5 separate regions of the Drosophila melanogaster genome follow, and all the other regions are linked to region 1. Evidence: chromatin contacts called from public Hi-C and targeted proximity ligation data. All regions are on one chromosome and are shown on one strand. The core of a region is the stretch at or near the end of the contact, and the rest is flanking DNA. Distances in the headings are between cores, read along the strand shown. Region 1 holds the start of glec (gliolectin). Region 2 holds the start of lncRNA:CR44034 (long non-coding RNA:CR44034). Region 3 holds the start of E2f1 (E2F transcription factor 1). Region 4 holds the start of how (held out wings). Region 5 holds the start of CG31176.

The links. Hi-C and Micro-C count contacts between places; a contact is called where the count stands out from the background.
Region 2: a contact with region 1 is called in a Hi-C map of the Kc167 cell line, with 5 times the contacts expected there. A contact is called at or near these places in 4 of 107 Hi-C or Micro-C datasets (the Kc167 cell line, the S2 cell line, eye imaginal disc and 1 more) and 2 of 7 datasets of targeted methods (both in the Kc167 cell line).
Region 3: a targeted proximity ligation map of the Kc167 cell line shows a contact between it and region 1, with 5 times the contacts expected there. A contact is called at or near these places in 8 of 107 Hi-C or Micro-C datasets (the D17-c3 cell line, the Kc167 cell line, the ML-DmBG3-c2 cell line and 4 more) and 2 of 7 datasets of targeted methods (both in the Kc167 cell line).
Region 4: a targeted proximity ligation map of the Kc167 cell line shows a contact between it and region 1, with 2.6 times the contacts expected there. A contact is called at or near these places in 2 of 107 Hi-C or Micro-C datasets (the S2 cell line and wing imaginal disc) and 1 of 7 datasets of targeted methods (the Kc167 cell line).
Region 5: a contact with region 1 is called in a Hi-C map of the Kc167 cell line, with 2.5 times the contacts expected there. A contact is called at or near these places in 9 of 107 Hi-C or Micro-C datasets (the Kc167 cell line, the S2 cell line, cellular blastoderm embryo and 2 more) and 1 of 7 datasets of targeted methods (the Kc167 cell line).

What each region holds. Positions count from the first base shown.
Region 1 is chr3R:21,854,050-21,858,510 of dm6, forward strand. glec (gliolectin) reads right to left here and starts at 2,217. Exons shown (of 2, transcript NM_079719.3): 1 at 1,351-2,217. The coding sequence starts at 1,870.
Region 2 is chr3R:21,613,544-21,618,004 of dm6, forward strand. It overlaps lncRNA:CR44034 (long non-coding RNA:CR44034), which reads right to left and starts at 2,197. Exons shown (of 1, transcript NR_074041.1): 1 at 1,477-2,197. The region is part of intron 1 of InR (Insulin-like receptor); the gene reads right to left.
Region 3 is chr3R:21,658,826-21,663,286 of dm6, forward strand. It overlaps E2f1 (E2F transcription factor 1), which reads right to left and starts at 2,046. Exons shown (of 8, transcript NM_001300526.1): 1 at 1,391-2,046. Archease (archease) reads right to left here and starts at 4,147. Exons shown (of 3, transcript NM_142718.2): 1 at 3,985-4,147; 2 at 3,894-3,918; 3 at 2,361-3,394. The coding sequence starts at 4,039. The coding sequence ends at 3,004.
Region 4 is chr3R:22,039,846-22,044,306 of dm6, forward strand. It overlaps how (held out wings), which reads left to right and starts at 2,346. Exons shown (of 9, transcript NM_079723.4): 1 at 2,346-2,510; 2 at 3,062-3,534. The coding sequence starts at 3,219.
Region 5 is chr3R:21,717,382-21,721,842 of dm6, forward strand. CG31176 reads right to left here and starts at 2,279. Exons shown (of 3, transcript NM_169963.2): 1 at 938-2,279. The coding sequence starts at 1,959. It overlaps lncRNA:CR44096 (long non-coding RNA:CR44096), which reads left to right and starts at 3,586. Exons shown (of 2, transcript NR_125224.1): 1 at 3,586-3,645.

The DNA.
Region 1 (4,461 bases), core at 967-3,466:
TGGGTGCGGCCTTTTCAACTAACTAACACAACTACAGTGAACTCATGTACAGTCGCAGGTCTGTGTAGCTCATTTTTTGTTTTTTTATTTATTTTTTTTTTCTGTGTCGAAACTGCAGCAGGAATAAAAACAACAATCAAGAAAACCAGAAGGCGTTGATTTAAATTTAATTGAGGCCTCTCAATTAATTGCCTTTGCATTTTACTCATCTCATATTCACTTTTCAGCTGCAATCTCTTTTCGCAAAATATGGAAAGATTTTTGGCGCGCGATTGTTATTCAACAGTTTTTATTTTTTGTTTAGCTTTTTCGCTTTGACACACTGCCAAACCAAAGACAAACTGGAGACCAGCTCTCTTTCTTCCCAGCTCTCCCTCTCTCACTGAATGCCACGCTATCGGCGGAATATCAGCGTAAAGTAAAGCAATAATAATAAGCCAAAAATTAAAGGTACAGTCGAACGTCCATAAGTGATGCTTAATATAAACAAACTGGTAAGTTTTTTTTAATAGCGTTCATCTTAAATCTATTATTAGATAACAATGGACTGCATTAATAGTCCCTTGTCTTGTTGCTAAAACTTAAGGCAATAGTCGTAGAAACTTGTACTGAATCTTTAAAATTTCATAATACAATGATTTTGAATACATTTATTATTTCAAATTATTTGAAATTAGAGAAATTTATTCGAATTCGATTAAGCAATGGGGCCAAACAATAATACTTTTTTGAGTTTTCTGTTATTCATCAGATATGTAAATGTATCCCAATTCACTTTCGAGTAACCAAAGAGATAAATCCCTACGCACGTGAATGAACGAACAAAGAATCGGAAAAACTAGCCAAAATAAAGAGAATAAAAACTGGTAGGAAAGAAGTGACAATAAGAATCGACGCAGAAGGGGAAAAACGAAATTAGGAAAATCAGAAAATAAGGGTGGTTTTTTTTTTCAACTAAGGGGAGGAATTTTATAAGGGTGACGACTGTGGCAAAGGACGAGCACAAAGCAGAGACTGCAAGAGGAAGGAACAACGGAAAATGCAACTAAAATCAGGTGTCTGCTTATTGGATCATCTATATAAGAAGTACATGGGATCTTAGTAAATAGAACATACGTACAAAAACCGAGGAAATGTATGAGATAATTCGAAGGAGACTTTTTTAATTTTAGAGATTTCACTATATTCTGATTCTGCTCTGATTCTTTGGGAAAATTTAACAATAACTTGAAAGTATATTAAACTTAATAACTTGGAACCAAAGAGTAATCATTATTCGTATATTTTGAGCAAGCACCCAGCGTTTCAGGTGAAACAAAAACATGCAAATCATGGAAAAAAAAAACCTACCTTTGAGGCCTTGTGGCTGCCTCGCATATGGCTTTTGGCCATGTCGCGTGCAGTTGGCCAAATCCGCACTGCCGTTGCTTTTTTTGCGATCGCTTTCCGGGCATTTCTGAAGGATCAGCTTTGCGCTGGCGGAGATCTGGGCGGGAGTCAGGGCCATGCCCCTCGGCGCTTGGCTGACTGCCTTTGGATTGCACTCATCGGCATCGGTGCTGGATATCGTCCTTGAGGTCGGATACCGCATTCCGCGCAGGACCTGACAATGGGCATCCGTATCAGCATCCGCATCCGTATTCGCATCCGCATCCCGATTAGATTCCAGCTGGATGTCATATCCGTAGCGTTCCTTAACGTATAATCTCTGCGTGTGCTGCTCCTGGGCCAACAGCTGATCGATATTCGAGTCCCCGGGAGCGTTATTGAATAGGTTCCGACAGATTCTCTTCTTCTCCGATGCGCTGGGCGGTGGGCGTGGCACGGGGGCGGCGAGAAATGGGCCCAGGGCCATTGGCGGACACAACATGGCTATGGTTTTGTATAACTTGTTTTCTTTGTTTAAACTTTAGGTATTTTTGCACTTTTTGGTTTATTGCTTTTGAAGTATTCTCGCTTTGTTTCTTCTTTCCGCTTTCACTTGAACTTTCACAGCGATCACTGCGCGAAACTCACGTACGCATTTTAGGCATTGCAATTGCAGTTTAAATCGGTTTTCTATCGCTGGCGAATTTGTTGTATGCGTTTCTTTTTCTGTATCGTAGAGAGCTAGCTGAACTTTACGACTTTCACGCGAGCCAAAGAGAGCGAAAAGAACGCAGCTGGAGCAAACGCAAGCGACCGAATTGGTGGAGAGTCAAAGACTGAATCGCGCAGAGACCAGGGATTCAGCAAGTTATATAGCTTATATGGCGCAGTGTGACCAGTTGCTCCCGCATCGATAACGCTTTACTTTCGCTTTTGGCCCGCCGAAACGGTCACTCTGCGCTCTTTCGTGACTCTCTTCAGCATTTTTACGCTCTCTTACATTTGGGTATCATTAACATTAGGGTGAAATGCACAGAAAAACATACTTGAAAGTGATCTAGAAAATATTTCAAAAATTATACATCGAAGCTATAATATTCAATATGCTTATAATATATGTTTATTTCCATAAAAATTGTTTCCTAGCACCGCTATTGCACTTTTAACTGCAGCAGTTTTGAGAGGTGGCGCGAGTAGGGAACATCTCTGGCTACTGAGATGACGTCATAAATTACATTTACTTCCTTGATGTTCAAATGAATTGAAGTGAAATTTTAGAAATTTAAAATTAAGAAAAATATCATATCTCCAAGTTCGTATTTTTTTTTTTACTCAAGGTTGGCCATCAAACTGAATTGCATTGCAAGCAAACATATGATGAATTCCAAGTAGTTTATAAATTAAATCGATGACATCATAACACCCAATTTGAGATGCCAACATGCAGTACCTCAAACACAATGCCACACCTCACTATTAAATGTATCCCATGCAAATAGAGATTCCTAGCTCAGAATAATGCAGTTGCTCATCTTATACTTACGATATTTACATGTAACAATTACGGAAAGTGAATCCGTTTTTTGTGTGCCAATTATAGGCCGTGTAAATACAATTAGTTATGCTAGGGACTGCTGGCTCGTTGCTATTTACCTCGCACAAATACTGAGCTAAACGCTAACTAACTGATATGTTAGCGCGTTTTGGGCCCTAACTCAAGGTCGAGTCGGGCTTCATGCGGCATTAAACGGCCTAATTGGCGGCCAGACGTGGCTAGAACAAATTGCCAGCGACAGGAATACGAAAAATTCAAAATAGTCAACAAAAAATCATAAACAACTTTCGCGCCTGCGGCGGCAATTCAAGCGTATCTCGAACAAACGAAAGTGAAAACCGCATAGAAATAGAGGTAGTAGGTTGTAGTAGTGGTATTGGTAGTAGTAAATAATGTGGACCACAAGTCATTTCAATTTCAATAATGCTGAGTCAGCCGAACCGATAAACTGGCCCCCACTCCACTGGTGGTTGGTTAGGAGGCGCAGCTGGTGTTACCTCGAATCGGAGGAGTCTTCAGGCCCATTTCGTCTGGCTCTTTGACCGATTAGTCATTTTAAAGAGTGCCCCGGACAAAGGACGCGCCCAAAGGATTGCGATTTATTATTGTTTTCAGGCGTACAGTGGGCCCTCGCAAAGGGATACAGATGGTGTCTGTATTGGCTTTATAAGCTTTTATAAGAATTTTCGCCAGAATGAATAAATGTTTTTCTTTCTTATCATCTTCATATGTAGTATCTGCTTTACAAACAAATGTATTGTTTCTAGAAGGGATACCAATTGAATATATTCCTAGATATATTACTGCAGATTATTCACTTATTACTTTCATGTATCGAACTAAATAAATCTCAGCAACTCTTAGTAAAAGTTTCGCGTTTCCGGAGATTACTGTATAGAAGATTGATATCCCTTCCTCATATATTTTTTGGCGCGATGTCCAATTCGGATTGGCAACTACCTGCTCGCGAGGTGAATGAGGGGTTGAGGATCGGATGGGATGGGATGGGATAGGATCGGATCGGATCGGGTGGATCGGTGGCACAGGTCGTGTCAGAGTAGGTCTGTGCAAAAACCAACCCTCGCGCCAAAAAATCCACATAATGACGTGGCACTCGAGAGGGTAACAATGCAGTTGGAAATGTGTGAAAGTTTCAAAAGAGATTTCCATTCTACCATTTCAACAACTGCGATTCAGCTTTGTTTTTTTTTTAATATCTCGTAGCTGCGCTGATTTTTCACTGTCGAATGCATGTCGTCGCGTATATTTGTATCTTTCAGATGTTTTCTGGGTACGTGTCTGGGTCTACTGATGGGCTACTTTTCCGTCGTCACTTCCGCCGCACGCATCTTGTCTGCGAAAAACTCAAGCTGTTTTCCGCCGACTGGCTGGCAGAAATTAGTTTATGGGCCACGTACCATGTAACCCCGGCTCAAAAGGTCAGAAACCATTGAATGATAATGAAATGAATGAACCCAGGAGCCAACGCAACCGATCAATGGAACTGTCGCACGCGCTGCGCATAAGGTTAACTGCTG
Region 2 (4,461 bases), core at 947-3,446, 240 kb before region 1:
GAAAACGGAATCTTTCAAAACAAGAAAAACAAATAACTGCGCAAAGCGAAATGCCGAAAAAGCAAAAACAATGTGCAGTGGGAGCGAGACAGTCATATCTGAGCGACAGAGACAGTATTAAATTGTCAAAAGGAGAACGGGCAATAAAAACAACTAAGGGGCAGACCTTTGTTGCTCATATTGCTACTAACAAGATCTTAAAATTACGGAAAGGGTAATATCAAGTCCGTTAAGTCATGAGATATTCGATAGAATTCGACAATACTTTTTGCGGTTTCAAAAGAATTTACAGTGAAAAATAGGCAACAACACATAAAACCTAAATAAGCTTAAAAGTTCATAAACCTAAATTTATTTTTCCACAATAATATCATGCGTAATATGTACAAAACATGACATTGACACAGAAGATCAGTTTTGTCTAGTTACTATCTGGTTTAAGGAAGATTTTAGAGGTTTTCGTACAGATAAAAAAGGATGATGGAAGATTATATTTAAAAATAATTTGGTGACGAAATCAAAATACATAGCTTAAAAGACTTATACTTATCAAATTGTTTAATCGTTAAAAATTTATAGCGGTTGCCAATAAATTTCCTCAAAACATTAAACGTCAAAATAACAATTTTAATTCTACTGCAAAGGCGGAGATAACAAATCATTCGCTGTTCTTACATAAAAGTAGGATCAGATCTAAATTCCTATCTGCGGCTAATTAAGTGATATATTTATTACATTTGTACAGAAATACGTAACATACCTGTTACAAAACTAATTTAATAGATTAAATAAATCGCTACATAAGCTTACGTAAATATGTTCTTTATTAGTCATACAATGTATTCCCACATATAATTATCAGTGCCTTGTTCCATGCGAGTAACATGGCTAATCACGGACAACTAGTTTGATAAGCTCTTAATCCTTACTCACCATCCGCAGAGATTGCCCATAATCTGGAATCAAAATATCAAAACAAACAACTTGCCATTGGCCAATTGTTGATTCTTGTGGGTGTATTCTCATCGGATGTCTGTGTGTGGGAGTGTGTGTGTGTGTGTCGCCGAATGAGATACCGAATAAACACTTTCACGAGAAGACGGTCCCATACAAAATGATCACAAGATCCCGTAACCATATAAACACCACGTCATCGCCTGTCCACCGCCCGTCACTACCACACCACCACCACCACCACGACCACCACCCACCCACGTCGAACAGCTTACCCCCTAAGTTTCCTGTAGCTTTAGTTGCCATTCGCACCAGCAGTTTATTATACTTAAGTTTTCCTATAATACATTTCTTATTGCTGTTCTTTAAATCACATAGTGAAAACCATAATTGTACACACTGAGAAATAAATGGGTGTGCACAGCTGCGGAAAAAATACTAAAATTCTGCAGTGACTCATTGGCTTAAGGATCAGCGAAAGTTTTTAAAAACGAAACAAAAACAAAAAAGTCAAGTAGTAATGAAATCAAAGACAATATTTAATATTTGCACACAATTTTCCACAATTACCAAGCTGTCCGACGATTTCCTTTCCAGTTCCAACTATTAAGAACTATTTATGTGTCAGATCTCTATTATCATGGCCGCACTTGTAAGTATGTTCGAGGTTCATGCGTAGGCGACTGCAGACTTCCGAAGGGAAGGTGAAATCGGGGGAGACTCTCGTCATACGACCGGCTGACGAACGTCGACCATGTCATGTGTTGTTGGCTCCAAGTGTGCGCGTGGAGGGGCTGGCTCCATGCGTTACTTTTGTTCCCGCTGTCGCCAGCACTATTGTTATTGCCATGGCTGTTGCGGCTGGGTATTATTTGCTTGGACCTTAGACCCTCTTCCCATGATAAGATTCGGGAGCAGCTGCTTATAATGATGGGTGATGGGTGGTGGGTGGCTATGTCTGCGCCGCGGATGGATGGATGGCTAGTTGGATGGACGTATGGATGGCGGGTTGAGCGGTTAAGAGATGCGAGTCCCCATGTGAATCACTGTGGCTGCCCTCGCATCGCTTCTTGGAACAATCAATTCCGATTCATTCGATTTTCCGCGAGTTGAATGCAAATAAAAACACAATTAAGTGCGGCTGGTACAGCGAAAACAAGTTGACTCACTGCAAATACGTTGCATTTCGCAATGGCAAAACAAATGGCAGCTACACGGCTTGCGTAATTAATACCAATTTGGGCATGATCCAAAACGCACAGCTTGTTCAGTGCAATAATAACAATAAAGAAGGAGAGATCCCAATCACCTTGGTGATCGGTCATGTACATGCATACATATTTGTAACTTGTATTTGAGAACTAGTCGCTTAAATAAATTAGTAGAAAAATTTAATACTATTGCACCAGAAAACTATAATTTTGTTTTAAAACCAATTGAAAATTAATTCTATGGAAGGTATAAAACGAATGAATTGAAACACATATTTCGTTCAATTATCATACTAATTATGTCGAATCGTCTCCATTCCTGGTCCCATTAATAAATACAAAAACAACAACATCGCAGTGCGTGCATGCATGTGTGGGCGTGGCAGCGGAGGGAGTGTGGAGCGATTAGAAGACGCGCGTCTAAGTTCAAGGCCAAGCAGTTCACAGCATAAGCAGTGAAGGCAGCAGCAACAACAAAGGAGAAAAAGCAGCAGCGGCAGCAGGGCAAGAGTGCGAAAGGGGCAGAGGGTGGAGAGGGAAAAGAAGCAAACGCAGCTGAAAAAAGTGCACACAAAATTGTTTGGCTGTGTGAATGTGTGTGTGTGTGTGCTGTTTCGCAGCGAAAAAGGTCAATGACACCTGTCTGTTTGTCTCGCTCGGCTCACACACACACACATACAGGCTTATCACCGGCCACTCTCTTTCGGCAATCGTGCCCTCTCTTTCTGGCCTGCGCGCAGCTACGTTTAGACATGTGGTCAGAGCATTTTTTTTGTTTTTTCTCGCTTTAAAAGGCATTCGTGTTGGTGGCGGCATGTGTGTTTTTGTTGTTCGTTTCGGCACTGTTAATTAGTGTGGCCAAATTATGCGCCAAAGCCGCCAACAACTCGATGGTCATACGTCATCAACAATAGCCGGACAAACAATTTCCGGTTTTTAGCCACACCATTAAAAAGCCAATATCAGAAATAACATGCACAAAAATAAAATAATAAAAATACAGAGAAACAAAAGCAGGCGCAACAACAACAAACTTGGCCCGGGTTCCGTCATTGCCTCATCCTCTATAGATCTCTTCTGTTCTTCTGCTTTATTTTGGTTCTATTTCAGCAATTTGTTATTGCGGCGACTTATTTTTGTCGCAGCACGCACACACACTCGCACTTATGCTCGCACACACACACACACACACACAAATGCACAGAGAGCAGGCAGGCAAACTCGATTTAAAAATAAATAAATTACGCACAAATACAAATACATTGGCCAACATTCTTCGGGCCTCGTCAAAAATATAGCATGATTAATACAAAAATGCGCAATTCTCTGGTGTTTTTTTTTTCTACTTCGGTTTTGCCTGTTGTTTTAACCCAACCTCCCAATTTTTTATGGCATTTCTCTCTTATTATACAATAATAACGCGAATATAATAAGAGCACAGCAAGTGGGCAGTTCAACGGCAACGCAAATAGCAACAACAAGCGCAGCGGCACGCCAATTAGTGCTTATGCTTTTTAATTAGCAAGCGGACCCATCCCCACATTTCCCCATTTTCCACCTTCCCGCCCACAAAACCACTTACCCGTAATATCTCCACGCCAGTTATTTGGGAAATATCTTCCCATTTATCACTATTTCAGTACACCCACAGACCCCCGATCTATTGATCTGCTTCCGTTGCGGATACAACACAAAATCAAAAGCCCGTAAATCGTGGGTGTATCTTTATCTCGTTCTTTTAAAGGGATATCCCACTTTTAATGTCAACTTAAGTCATTAAAGTCTCAACCTGCTTAAGTTGGCATTAAATAATTAATGTTTATAAAATGAAAACATTGTAGAAGCTCCAAACGTTTTTACAAAGTCTCCATTAAACTAAATTTAATGGATATCTTATACATATACCTTAAAGATAAAAAGAAACCCGATTTATAAGGTCACAGTTTGAGCAAATAGTTTGATCAACTTTTTGGGATTTGTTTTAGCAAGTGAGAGCTTTAAAATTGTACTGGATATATTTGGCTGGTTTACTCAGCATTTTGGTCACTCTAATTACGAGCTCCAAAATAAAATAAAAAACAGCACTGTCATGACTTTTTGACAACCGCTGAAAGTGTGGTGTCCACCATACATTAAAAAACAACACATTTTCCAAAGTATAACTTTAGAATTATAAAGGTTTGAAAATCATGACAAGTCAACAGGTGAGTTCAATTTTATTTTTGAAATATTAAATAAAAAATTGAGTTTTGCAGGTGGTCCTGAAGAGGGGGTGAGAGCAACATACATATTAAAG
Region 3 (4,461 bases), core at 796-3,295, 200 kb before region 1:
CCGATAAGGTTGTGCAGCTATCATGCGCCAGGTTTTAGATGGTGTTTCCATCACAATTACGGCACTATAAAAACCACACCCTTGGCAGTAGTCTCTGGCCCAATCTGAGGCGAGGTGATCGCGTGCACAGTCACAGCATCCCTTGTGGACAGTCTGGCAACGCTTCGACGAGCTTTGCTGCTCCAATTCGAAATCTAATCACTGATTTCGATTCCCTAGCGGCAAACATTATTTCTCGGTAAATGCAACACGCCAACATATAAATATAAAAATATAGTGGTCTGCCAGAAGTCTGAACTTTATTGGGGCTATCAGAGAAGTAATATGAATCAACAACCAAGCTAGTTTTATACCCGTTACTTGTGGAGTAAAAGGGTATACTATAATCGTTGAAGTGCAGTTAAGGGAAATGAAATTTCTTCCCCTCTCTTCCAATAGCTAAGTAACGGGGTATCTAATAGTCGAGTGACTCGACGTTCGAAGCGTTCTCTCTTGTTTAATCAGCGCTGTGTTTATTTATGCAACGATAAAGTTACTGATGCTAAGAAATCAAATGAGTTGGAAATTGCCTATTATATTTTTATAGCCACCGACAATTGTGGATAAAAACTTTTGTAAACAGAAAAATGTGGATAAAATACTACATTTGTTGCTTAATATATTTATGAATTTAAACGATAGTAATATCTGACATAAAAAAAATATGGGGTTTTTACACATTACTAACAATTAAGTACTGGGCGACCTTTTAGGAAAGAGCACTGTAGTTTTTGATTGAAATCTAGAGAGATGTGGGCATTTTTATATTCTTAGAACATATGAAATTTTTAAACCAATTGAAACCAATCACTTTTTCTTGCTTTTGGGGTGCTCACTGTAGTCTAAAACTCGACTTTACACTTGAGATAAATCAAATTGAAATGTTTGCAAATGAAATCTTAGTGACGTCAGCGCGGAGATCCCATGAATTGGAATTTGACAGAAGTCCGTTAGCCATTTGCCACCCACCTGCACACCCGCACACCCACACACCCATATACGCATACAGATAGAAGCACGAAACATTAGAGATGGCAGGTAGCTGCAATTATATAAAGTGCGCATTATCATACAGCACCCTTGGTTGTCTCTTCCCCCCGCCCGCGACACTTTACTCACATCATACGTCTTATTCTTGATGCAGGTGATATGTCAGCTGGACCGGCATGCAATTTTTTGCATATGTACTTTTTTAGCCGGCGTTTTGGGCGCACGCCCAAAAACAGTTGTTTTTTGTTTCGCTTGCGGCCCGCTGTTATAAAGAAAATGCCCAGCGCAGCACCCCCCACACACACGCACAACCATGCACACACACACACATGTCACATTCTCTACTTCTAGTACTACCTACCACATTTTTTCCATTCCGCCTTCGTATGGATTTTTCGGCCACGTTTTTCACTAGGTTCCCCTTGGGTTAGCTTTGTGTTTTTGATCGCAAATTATAGGTGAGATCGTCACCTGTCAATTGGTTGGGCTTTCAGGGCGATATCTCCGCGATTTCTGGGTGTAAAACGGCAACAACTAGCGCACAATGTGCTCACGGGCTGCTGCTTCCTCTTCACTTTAACACCATGACAATTGGTGGCTGCAGAAAGAATGAGCGGTGCGGCGAATTGGCGGGGCGAATTGGAAAGCAACAGCAAACACAACAACAAACAGCGGTACGGGCGACTGACGTGTGTGCCACCCACTTTCCGCCAAATATAACCGCGAATAACTGTTGTCTTGTAGTCAGTTTGGCGATTGGTACTTTTACCAAGTTTTTCAGCCACTTTAACTTTGACGCACTCGAAAAGCTGAAAGCTAAAAGCGAATCGACCAACTGGCCGTTTGTGTGTGCGTGTGTGTCCGCGGGCTATTTGCCTTCATACTTTGTTTGTTCTTTCGCACGCTCATTCGTATGGCTCGTCGACCGCAGCGTTGCTTTTTTTTTAATATCAATCAGCTGTAAAAGCGTATATTTTTCAGTTCGCCGTTCTTCGCCCGATGTTCCAAGGAAAAATCATCATACTCGTGCACGCACGCACCCACACAAATACAAGAACGGGCCCATATGTTGGGCGACGTTGCCCGGCAAATGTTTTTTTTGTTGTTTACTTTCTGGGTTTTGACGGTGCGGTCAGCTGTTTCAAAACAAATCGCTCGGTGTTACCAGCTGACTTCGCTCATCGGCCACTAAATAACATCGGCTCACGCGAAAATCATCCGAATAATACTGATTCGAGAATAGCGCGTTATTCAAAGGAAATCGGTTTTTTGAAAAGCGTTAATATTTGTTGATATCGTCGTGGATTGATATTTAGAATTAGGGATTGCTTAATCGTATAGATATTTATTACGATTTACATTCATTGAACTAAATTATTGTTGATAAAAAAATATGTTTGTGTTTTTAGGCCCCGCATTCTCTATACTTTATGTCGAACAAATCAAGTCAATCATAACATTAAAACTATGGCCTTGACTTGCATTGTTAACTGCCCTATTCGACATGACTCCCCAAAAAGAAGTACAACTTAATTCTTTAATGCAACCCAACGCGTCAGCAACTCCTGAAGGCTGCCGAATAAAAAGTGCATTGAACTGGGGCCTGGGAAAGGACAACAAATTCGGCATTTGTCTGGGAATTCAACACGTTGCCAATTCACAAAGCAGTGGGCAAAAAAAAAGTGAATAGTACACAAAAAATTCGAAGGCAAAAGGGTAAATCTTGATTCCGGAATCAGACCGGTGAGAAGGAAGCCAGTCCTAATTGCATTTGCAGCCGCACAATCGAGTGGTTTCTTGATAAGTCATCCTCATCGACAAGGGATGCAGTCGCAGCACGAGAGATTGCAAATTTTTCGGGGCTTATGCAGCGGTTTTTATATCGTTTTTTGGCATTTCACTTATGATTAATGGAGACAGGCAAAGGGGTTGAAACAGAACAGTCACATTTAATTCCCGGCGATCGCCGCTGGATCAAATGTCAATTATCACGAACACCTCGTAGTTGCTGGCCTCCACGTCCTGAATGATTTGCATGGCCGAGTATGTGATTGCCTTCACTTCGGTGCCCTGCGGATGTTTCCCCAGCTCAAATGGTTCCCCGTAACAATGGCAGGAAATCTCGAAGTTTTCCACATCGAACTTGGTGATCTCCAGCTTCTTGCACACCAGATACGGTTCGGCAGAGAACAGGAACAGCAGCTCGTCCAGAAAGTGAAAGAGTAAGCTCTCCAGATCATCTCCATGCGCTTCGATTTCAAAGCACTGCTCCACGGACACGTAATCCAGTTCGGTCATATATCCAAACATGGCCACTCCGCACTGTTCGAACGCCTCTTTCAGCGACGATCCCCATCCGTGGATTCTGTCAAATGGGAAGGATTCCAACATCATCCGTTTATATTAAGTAAATTAATTATGTCTATTGTAGCCGTAAGTTATAATTTATATACAAAACTGCTGCCTTTTAGTGGCGTAGTAAAAGAATTATTTATGATCTACTACTTAATAATAGTCTTGTTGTTTTAAGCGATAGTAGTATAATATAAAAGTCAGAAAAAACTTGCATTACATATAATCTTCAAAAAAGCAGATACATTTGACGTTTAAAAAGCCGTATTCCCTAACTATGAACATAATACATAGGTTTGGGAAAATATGAAAAATTATAATGGCTTTAAAATATGTATAAATTAAAATAAATTCTTTTTCAGAATGTTTGCTATATCTCAAATTCTAATACGAAAGCGCTTATTAGAATCTAGTTTATACGATCATCTGGATTTTTCATTCACAAATAGCGAACCACCCTACTCCACATGGCTAACGGGCACACTTGTTGTTTTTGTTGTTATCTTACTCACTGAACATCCGCCGTGTGATCCAGGTCTGCAACGCAATGTGATGAAATATTTAGCAACAGATTATTCTCCTGCAAATCGAAGAACTACTCACACTCGTACTTCATCTCCGGCAGCAGGAAGTTCTCCCTACTGAATTCCACCTCCATTATTGTTAGTTATAGCTAAAGTTAAAGTAAAATTCGCGGACAAAAACTATAAACAAACCAGCAACCGCTTAGTGTGACCATCTATGCGCAGGGGAAAATACCTACTGAAAGGAATATACCGAGCTCCAATAAGAAATTGTTAACATACAAATTACAGAAAATACTGAGCTCAAACCGGGAAATGTTAACATACAAATTTTAATAAAATGTATAAAATTGTTTGTAAGAAATATTTGGGTTTTATTTAATAAAGAGTAAACTATAAATTATAAAGATTGAATTATAAGATAAAAGTTTCTATCAAGCTTTTAAATTCGAAATTGTTAAAAATATCTAAAAATACCTAAAGGCTTCATTTATTTTTAACTTTGTAATTTAAAAAACTTGTAATTTAAATATGCATGTCAAATGGGAAGGATTCC
Region 4 (4,461 bases), core at 1,096-3,595, 190 kb after region 1:
CTGTTGGTAAACCGGTGGCGCCCACACGGCCGCGTCTCATGCGTAATGGAAACAACTGGGAACTGGTTAATGGACGATTGCTGCCTGGCTTTTGGCCAACATATTGCTAATTACACACTCTCACACCACCGGTGGTTTGTTTCTGTGTCGGCGGTAAATTAAGAAAAAGAATGTTTAATTTGTCGTTTAGGCCGCCACAAAGCCGCTAAATGTCTTGGCCAAATTTGCATTCGACACAAACGTGCAGTGGCCAAAAAAGGATTCCCGGGACCAGCAATATAGTGTTAGCGCCGCCTGGCAGGTTGTCAATCTTTGGAACCACTTCTTTTTTAGCAGCCGAATTGGTCAAACAATCGAATTGCATTTGGGTAGCAATATCTCTCTGTTAATAGGCAATGAAAGATTTGTGGGATATTTCCGACTTTAGATTTAGGTTGTTGAACTAATGGTGCATAACCAAAATTTCTGAACTTTTCAGTTTACACAAAACTTGAACCAATTCAAGCATTTTCTCGCCTAACTTTACAGCTGCTGGAAAACTTTTATTTTGCGGCCATTTCGGTTTTCCAAAACCGAAAGTGCCGCCCAAAACGACCCACTCACAATGTAAAACACCACATTCAAAAGGGCAAATTCCAAAAGCACTAGAGAGATTAACGGCCCACGGAAAACTTGGCACTTCGGACTTGGCCAGATGTCCAATGGGCCGATACTGGGCGACGTGGGTGTGCGGATTGGAAAGGGCTTTGGTCTGTGGCCCAGAGATTTAAATCGGATATCCATCCATAGGCATACAATGTCTCAATCGCCACGCACATTGACACATTTTTCAATGGCACTAAAACTGTATAATGGGGCCGTACAACGCATTTAATGTCGGCCCACACACACAGGCCAATTCCGATCGGTTTGAGCCAAGTGCACACAAATTTGGTGGGACTTGTGGCCGGACTGTGAAACTTGGCCAGGTGAGGTCCGGTGGTGGGAGTCTGCTTTCCAATGGAACGACCAATCCGATGTCCATCCACAACTTTGGCCACAACTTTAAACTTTCACGTCTCATTTTGGTGTATGCTGGTTTCAAAAATCGGATCTTGCCCCATGCCTGCCGTTGGCTAGATGTGCCGCCCCAGAAATTTTGGGTTCCGATGGGGAAGACTGTTGCAATGAAGTGATCCTCATACATATATGTATATCAAAATATTGTTGAAGACACAGGCAACACACAATAAGTTCACCGATCCACTGGCATTAAGTGTTGTAATAGTGGAAGGACCTAAATGTGAACAGAACACGAGTAAAATTTTAGAATAAAAGTAGCTTTGTAGACTTAAAAGATTGTTTTATTTTGATACACTTTATCGATAATTAATTATTTTTAGTACGCAATATCTTAATACTGCGTTGAATTTTTGTGAAATTCGCCAACCACACGGAAGCCAGCGAAAAATGTCTTTCGCGATGGAAAGTAAAAGTTGTCGCCGGCCTAGGGTCGCTTATATGGTGCGTCCATCGAAACGCTCGCGAATGCCAATTTTCCCACATACATTTCGCGTTTTGCAGCAGAGTTAACCAAGTTAACACCAACATTTGGCCAGTACGAGTTCGGGGGCTCATTTGCATGGTGTTTTGGACTTGGGGCCCAGATGCCAGCCCCCGCATATGTCCGGCGAAACAAAATGCCGCTTGGTTCTAATCTGCCAGCAATTTCCGTGCGCAATTAATGCCTCCACAGCGCAGTGTCTTAATTAATTCAAAATCAACGCCAACGCGCCAAATTGTGGCCCACCCAGCTACCAGGTGGCAACGCTGAATGTTGTTAGTCAATTAATGCATTAACTAGCCTCCATTTGGAAGAATATTAATGGCCCACCTTTGTATTTAGTTGCTATTAACTTATTTGGCCATTTATTAACTTTTATACTCGCACTTTTGGCTAAAATATGTGTAATATGTTAACCAGCTGCGCAACTCTGTTTGTGCGGAGTGGCAACGCTGATGGGTGATCTCGCATGCTGGCAGTAGGGTGCGAGAGAGCCAAGTCAGAGAGAAACTGACGTCACAAGATGGGTATTGGCGTATTTTTTATGGAAATGGTTATGCAAATATTGACTAAACGTCACCGAGTAGTTAAAAGCACTGATATATTAGAAATTAGTTAATTTAGATCAAAAATACCCCCAAATATATAACCAAATATTGGCTTTTAAATATTTATTAAAAGCAATCGCACTTTGTGACGTCACTGGGCGAGAGAGCAGAGAAACGAGAGCACATTGAAACCACCACCCCACGATCGAACTGGCATGATCTCACACTTACAACGTTTTGTGCTCTTCGCTTCGCATTCAGTTTCTTTTTCTCTTTCTTTGCGCACGGTTCAGTGGTAGGAAAATTAGGAGGAATCGTTCAGTAAAGTCCCGAGATCCGTTCGCTATTCCCCGACTCGAATAAAATCCATATACACATATATCAAATAAACAAAGGATAGGAGTCCTCAGAGAAGAAAAGTGTGTTTAAAAAAAATACTTTCCAAACAAAACGAAATGAATAAAATCCAAAGCCATCCAGTAGCAACAACAAATACATAATCAGCAACTGTGCATATTTCTGCGAGTTTTCTTGCATTTTTAAATCGGTTAAGTGGCCTTGTGCACTCGGTACATCTCCAGGCAAAGGAATTTATACCTTTGTATCTTCAAAACGTAGAAATTTGAATATAAAATTTATTTAAATACTTTTTTGTTGTACTTGCTGTTGCAGCAGCCAAATGAGCGAGGGTGAGAGAGAGAGGCAGCTATTTTGACATTCTGCTTTCATTCATCTCCGTCGCATATACAGTTTTACTGTTTATTGTCCGTGTGTGAGTGAGCGATCGCCGAGGAATTTTCTGCCTTCGCTTTCGACTTGCTGCGCTCTCTCGCTCTCTCAGTATCTCTCGCCCTGCATTGTTGTTGCTGCCGATCGGAAAAAATACTTTTGGGCGGAGTTGTTTTCATTTCGTTTTCCGTTTTTAATATCGCTCGCGTACGAAACTTAATGAATTTCCCAACTCCCACAGTAACGTGTTAAAAGTAGCAAAAACAAATAAAAAAGAAGTGTGCACCAAGTAAAGAAAGCAGAGACCCAAGGAAAGTTGAAAGTTGAAAACCAGAATCTCGTCGAGAACAAAACAAAAAGTTCCCAAAAACCCACACATCACACACGCACGCAACAAAATGAGTGTCTGTGAGAGCAAAGCCGTTGTGCAACAGCAACTGCAGCAGCACTTGCAGCAACAGGCAGCCGCAGCAGTTGTTGCGGTCGCGCAACAGCAGCAGGCTCAAGCCCAAGCCCAGGCTCAGGCTCAGGCACAGCAGCAGCAACAGGCGCCGCAGGTGGTGGTCCCCATGACCCCGCAGCACTTGACCCCACAGCAGCAGCAGCAGAGCACACAGAGCATCGCCGACTATCTGGCCCAGTTGCTCAAGGACCGCAAGCAACTGGCCGCCTTCCCCAACGTCTTCACCCACGTCGAACGCCTGCTGGACGAAGGTAAGTCGCTAAAACTCAAACCGAGTGAGATCCCTCCAAGTCACAGCATCATCCTAATCCCGGATCCAAGACTCAGCGGAAGGATAACGATCACTAGCTAGCCTTTTCTGAATCAAACGATAAACCCAGTTACTGTTTGTTATTGTGATAATATCCTTTTATTCATCAAACACTTTACAGTACCATTAGGAAATTGTTATATATAATAAATGTGATGAAATGTGGTGAAAGAAGAAATTTGGATATTCTTGTTATAATGTTCAGATATTTAACTCTAGAATGTATTAGAACTTTGTGTTTGTATTCCAAAAATTCATGAAAAGAACATTAAACTATTGTAGTATACAAATCGATGCCATTACAGTTTGGTTTATATCTTTTTTAATTGTTCAAAAAATATTTGCAAAGCACTTTAATTCCGAGAATCTGGCGGGATTTATTGTAAACATGTATTACAGAGACTGTAGGTATTTAGAACACATTTGGGTAAATGGGAGAGTTTAAATGAGTATATATGTTATTTTAAAGTGGTGACTTCATTTTCAATCGTGTGTGCCAGGCGTGTTAATGATTAGGGTGCCTCTAACCAAGTGATCACTGTAGTTCAATCAGTTTTGGGGCATGGATCTCTGGGTGTCTGGTTTGTCTCCTCGGCGTCTCCTTTTCGGCATCTTCTCCATCGCGGGTTCTGAGTTCATTCCACCTTACAAACCGAAACGAGATGTTTGTTATTTTTAGTTACTTCCTTTTTGTGCGCCTCTTCGCGGAGCGCACACTACTTACACCTCTCTCCGGGCTCTCTCCTTTTGTATTCTTGGCTCCACACTTGACTGCCAGTGCAGCCTTTGTTGTTCTCATTATGAATTCTTTGTTGACTCGGCCATTCGTAAACCAAAAAGGAGGGAGGCTTGGATTTTGAGAGACGCA
Region 5 (4,461 bases), core at 1,029-3,528, 140 kb before region 1:
GACGTTTCTACATCTGTGCAAAGTCATAAAAGTTAAACGATTGCCAGAGCTATTAAATATTTCAGACACATTTTGTGGGCAAAAATTGTAACAGACTTCAAGCGAACGAAATAAACCGAAACCCAACCCAAATTTAAGCAAAAACCTAAAATGTCTTTTGGAAATGTTAAGCGCGAAATTGGCAAACTTTATGTGCCTGAATTTTGGACTGCAATTTGCGTTTAATTTGGGGTCACACACATTTCGGGCGAACCCCGGGCAATGTTAAGTTATGTAAAGGCAAATTTAACAATGTGCCAAGGGACGGAGCTGAGGGTAATCAATGTGAAGCAGTTTTAGTCTCCGAAGGCATTTTAATTGCCACAGAGCAACTTGCAACATTGCAACCTGCCCCGCGGCCAAGTTAAATGACACATGTGTCTGCCCCGGCCATTTTTCTCTTTCTCCCCCAATATCTTATCTCTCTCTCTCTCTCTGTCTGTCTCTGTATATCTTGGCCTGTTTGTTGCTGCTGCTGCCGATGCTGTTGAAAAGACTTTCACTCTGGCCGAGCGCTATAGATGAAATGGCATTTGACTTCATTTTTGGCCAAAAATAAAACCGAACCATTAACTAATTAGCTTACATTTTGAACGATTTATTGAGCTCTAGACTTAAGCGAAGCTCGTCTAACTAAAAATACTACTTAAATGCTATGGTTTGCTCTCTCTTCATGAGAGCAGGCAATGATTAATTTTAAAGGAAGGCACAAAAGTCGATGTTTCAGTTTTAACAAATATTGTGGAATATATTGAGCTCTAGTTAAGTTATATTTACTGAAATAACTCCTCCTTTTATTTTATGGATTTTGGTTTTTAATAAATATCTAGAAACACTCAGAAAACGTTCTCACTTGTCCTAATTATTTCTTTTATATTAACCATATCTGATCACTCACCTTCTGGCCTGCCTGGGAATGGACTGCGTCCAGCACACGGGTGCCTTGTGTAGTTGATGCATATTTCGGGAGGACTTGTAGGTGAGATCGCCGCACTCCGTCTGCCACACCTGGAGATTCCCCTCCGCCGGATAGAAGGTATACAGGCTGTGGGTGGCCGAGGCGATGACCGGCGAGGAGCCACCGCCCTCGACCACATCGACCACGCCCGCTGCCACCAGTGGAGATAGGGTGGCACTAGAAATCGGTTGGACGAGTAGGGCCTGTCCGGCTGCCGGTGCTCCGGCTGCAGTGCCTCCGCCAGGCGACTTGTAGTTCAGCATGCGGGTGGCGGTGGCACCGGCATTGCTGCTGCTTATATTGCCATTTCCGTCGTGCTTCAGGATCAGGCTACTTGGATCGTAGCCGTGGCGATTGTGCCGCGAAATGGCGTCCACCGAATGGGATCTAATGCCGGTTCGAGGTGGATTCACGTGGAGCCGACGTCCGCGCCGGTAGTTAGCAGTGCCAGTTCCGGTTCCCAGGCTACTATTGCCCAATCCCGAAGATCCCTGCTGCATCGACGCGGTCAACCGGTGATTGTGGACACTGGAGGCGGCACTTGGAACGAGGGGCTGTCGTTGTTTTTGGTACTGGAGGCGTGGCTGTTGCGGGGGTGCCTGATGCCTTAGTTTCCCCTGATCCTTGGCAAAGAACTCCCGCCTCTGCAGCTGGGGGGCGGCCAAAGTGAGTGCGCCCCTGACGGAGTTCACCATTGAGGGGCTGGATGCATTTGCTCCGGACGTCGTCTTAGTGGCGCCCCCAGTAGCCGCCGAACTAAGCTGCGCGAGCTTACTGGCATTGTTGTTGCTGACCGTATTTGCTGCATTGCTGTTGTTGCAAGTGCTGGTGCTAGTGGTTCCACTTGTCTGATGCTCCGAATCGGTGGAAACCCGATCCGGATCACTTTCGAAACCTTCGTCCAGGGATCGAGTTGGACTCAGAATGGGCTTCGAGTGCTGCTGCTCCAGTTTCGTAGACATGGCTGCTGGCCACTAAGGGGTATTATTTGTTGTTGTTTCTTTTGTGTTTTTTTATTATTTTTTCTACAGCTTTAGCCCGGGTATTGGGTATCGTTACACTTGCTGCACATATGCACCTTATTTCTCTCTTTCTCTGCCGCCTGCCATGCACACTTGTTTTTCACATTTAATTTCGCTTGGCTTTCAGCTCGTTCACTTCGCGAAAAGTCGCGCCAAAGTTGCAGTTTGCAGTTGGTTTGGATTTTGGTTTTGGTTCGAATAAAAAATAGCTACTGCGTTATACACGTCTGTCTCGCACGAAAGCTTTTTATCGACTGTGGAGTGCGAGTCGGAAACGGAATTAACTTGGTTCGCTCTGTTATCGCCATGTTAAGTAACATTCGTTAACATTTACCAACGGAAAGAGCAAAAGCTTCGATCGACACTTGTTGCGGTGCACCTGTTACATTTAAAAAGTGCCTGAGAGAGAGAGAGAGTAACATCGCTCAGCTGTTTGCCAAATGTTATTCGCGAAACTTCCAAGTGAGAAAGATCATCACAGAATAACAAAGTAAAATGAAGAAAGACAGGAAAATATAAACACGGAAGTGTCGAGACATCATCCTAAAAATGCTTTTTCCTGTTCACATTTGCTTTGCACGAAAATGTTATCAATTTACAATATTTTTTAAGTGTTTTATCAAAGCTGTTGTTTTAGTAAATACGATTGTGAAAATCTTTTAATTGACACTACACATTCAATATCTCCCAGATATATATCTATATTTTTCCGATATTCGGTAAAACTTTAAAACCACCATGCCATATATTTTAGAAGCGACTGTGATTTTGTTTTCGGCTCCACTGGGATTTATCAATGAAAATACCAACTCCAAAGCAAGAGCAAAAACAACAACCGGCACAAGCCGAGAGAGGGAGCGAAGCAAACAAAAACAAAACGAAGGCTTGAAAAGCTCGCTGTGCTGAGAGCAAAAGAGCAAGGAGCTTTCGACACCTGCTGCACCTGTACAACAACAGCATAAATATTTGTGGGAGGGTGGCGATAGGAAGTATTTTGCTTATTTTGTTGCTTAGATTCGATTGAATTTTGAGCAATGTCTTTTGTAATTTCCTTTTTATATATTTTTTTAATTTTTGCAATATGCCTAACTGACTGTATGAACCATATGAATTAACTCCTATTGAATATATTTTAAAAACTTACGCCTATTGACTATATATTGTTCGAAAAATTATTGTAATAATCACTTGGCGGCACAGATCCTTCCGCAATCCTAATCCAATTCATGGACAACAGATTTAGCTGCTTCGTGATCTTGCTCTTGCTTTTCTTTTAAATTTTCGATAACGCCCAATGATCGTACATAATTTTTGTGGCTGTTCTCAGCGTCATTCCATTGATTTTCGCTTTTCACGTTATGCTCTCATTTAGGAAATTATTCACTCTCGGCAGCGATTTGATCCGAGCTTTATGATAGTTTCGCTAGATGTTGGTGTTGCATGTAGCTGCTGTTAGCGTGGCTGGTGTGGCTCTTGTTGCTGCTGTTATAGTTATAACTGCAATTTAATTATATGAATTTTATAGTTTGAACACCATAAAAATGTCGGTCTTAATTGCGTTTTGGCAGTAACTGCGATTCCGCCACAGACGCCGGGTCTTGTGCCTTGTTATCGGTTTACGTGACGGTATTTTGATTTTTATTATAAGAGATCCCCATCTCCGACTGCCACTCGGCGGAGGTGACCCAAAGTTTTGGGCCGCTCCGGTTGTTGGTCCACCATTACCGTTATGGTTAGGCAACGAGCTCCGATTCCCAAACACTCCATAATACTCAGCCCGCGTTCATATAACCCGGTGGGTGGAGCGGACGGAGTTGGTGGTGGTGTTTGCGGTTGGCTTGTGGTGGGTTCATATGGGTTCAAGACTCAGGCGCAGCCATAAACACGCTCGAAAGTCAACAACTCCTTGGTTCCAGGGGCAATCAATCAATCAAAGTGCAGTTAGAGTGGTTCTCGGACGTAAGACCACAACGAAGGCAAAATCCATAACCATCCAAAATAGTGTAATTATATGGGTTTCGCACGGAAGTTGGCTTAGATTAGTTATGGCCACGAAGCTGCTGACTTGTAAATATGTACTTGACCTCTGGAAATCGGCAATTGACAAAATCTTCGGGGAACTAACCATTTAACATTTTAAATATGCAATAATATTTATTGTTTGGTCACTTGTATCTTCAATTAACTATTTGAGTAAATCAAAAAGATAGAATATATGTAGATAGGATTTATGTGCAGCATGTGGGGTATATTCGAACAATTAATTTCTAACTGCCTAAATTGAATTTCCACGTAAGTCAAGGCGAAGCCCACCCATCATAGCCCCCATATCGATCAAGTGCCCCATTCGATTGACTCCTCTATCATCTGCTCACATTTGTACCAACGTATCGTCGACCATGCAACATCCATCCACCCATACATCAATTGGCGGCAATAAAC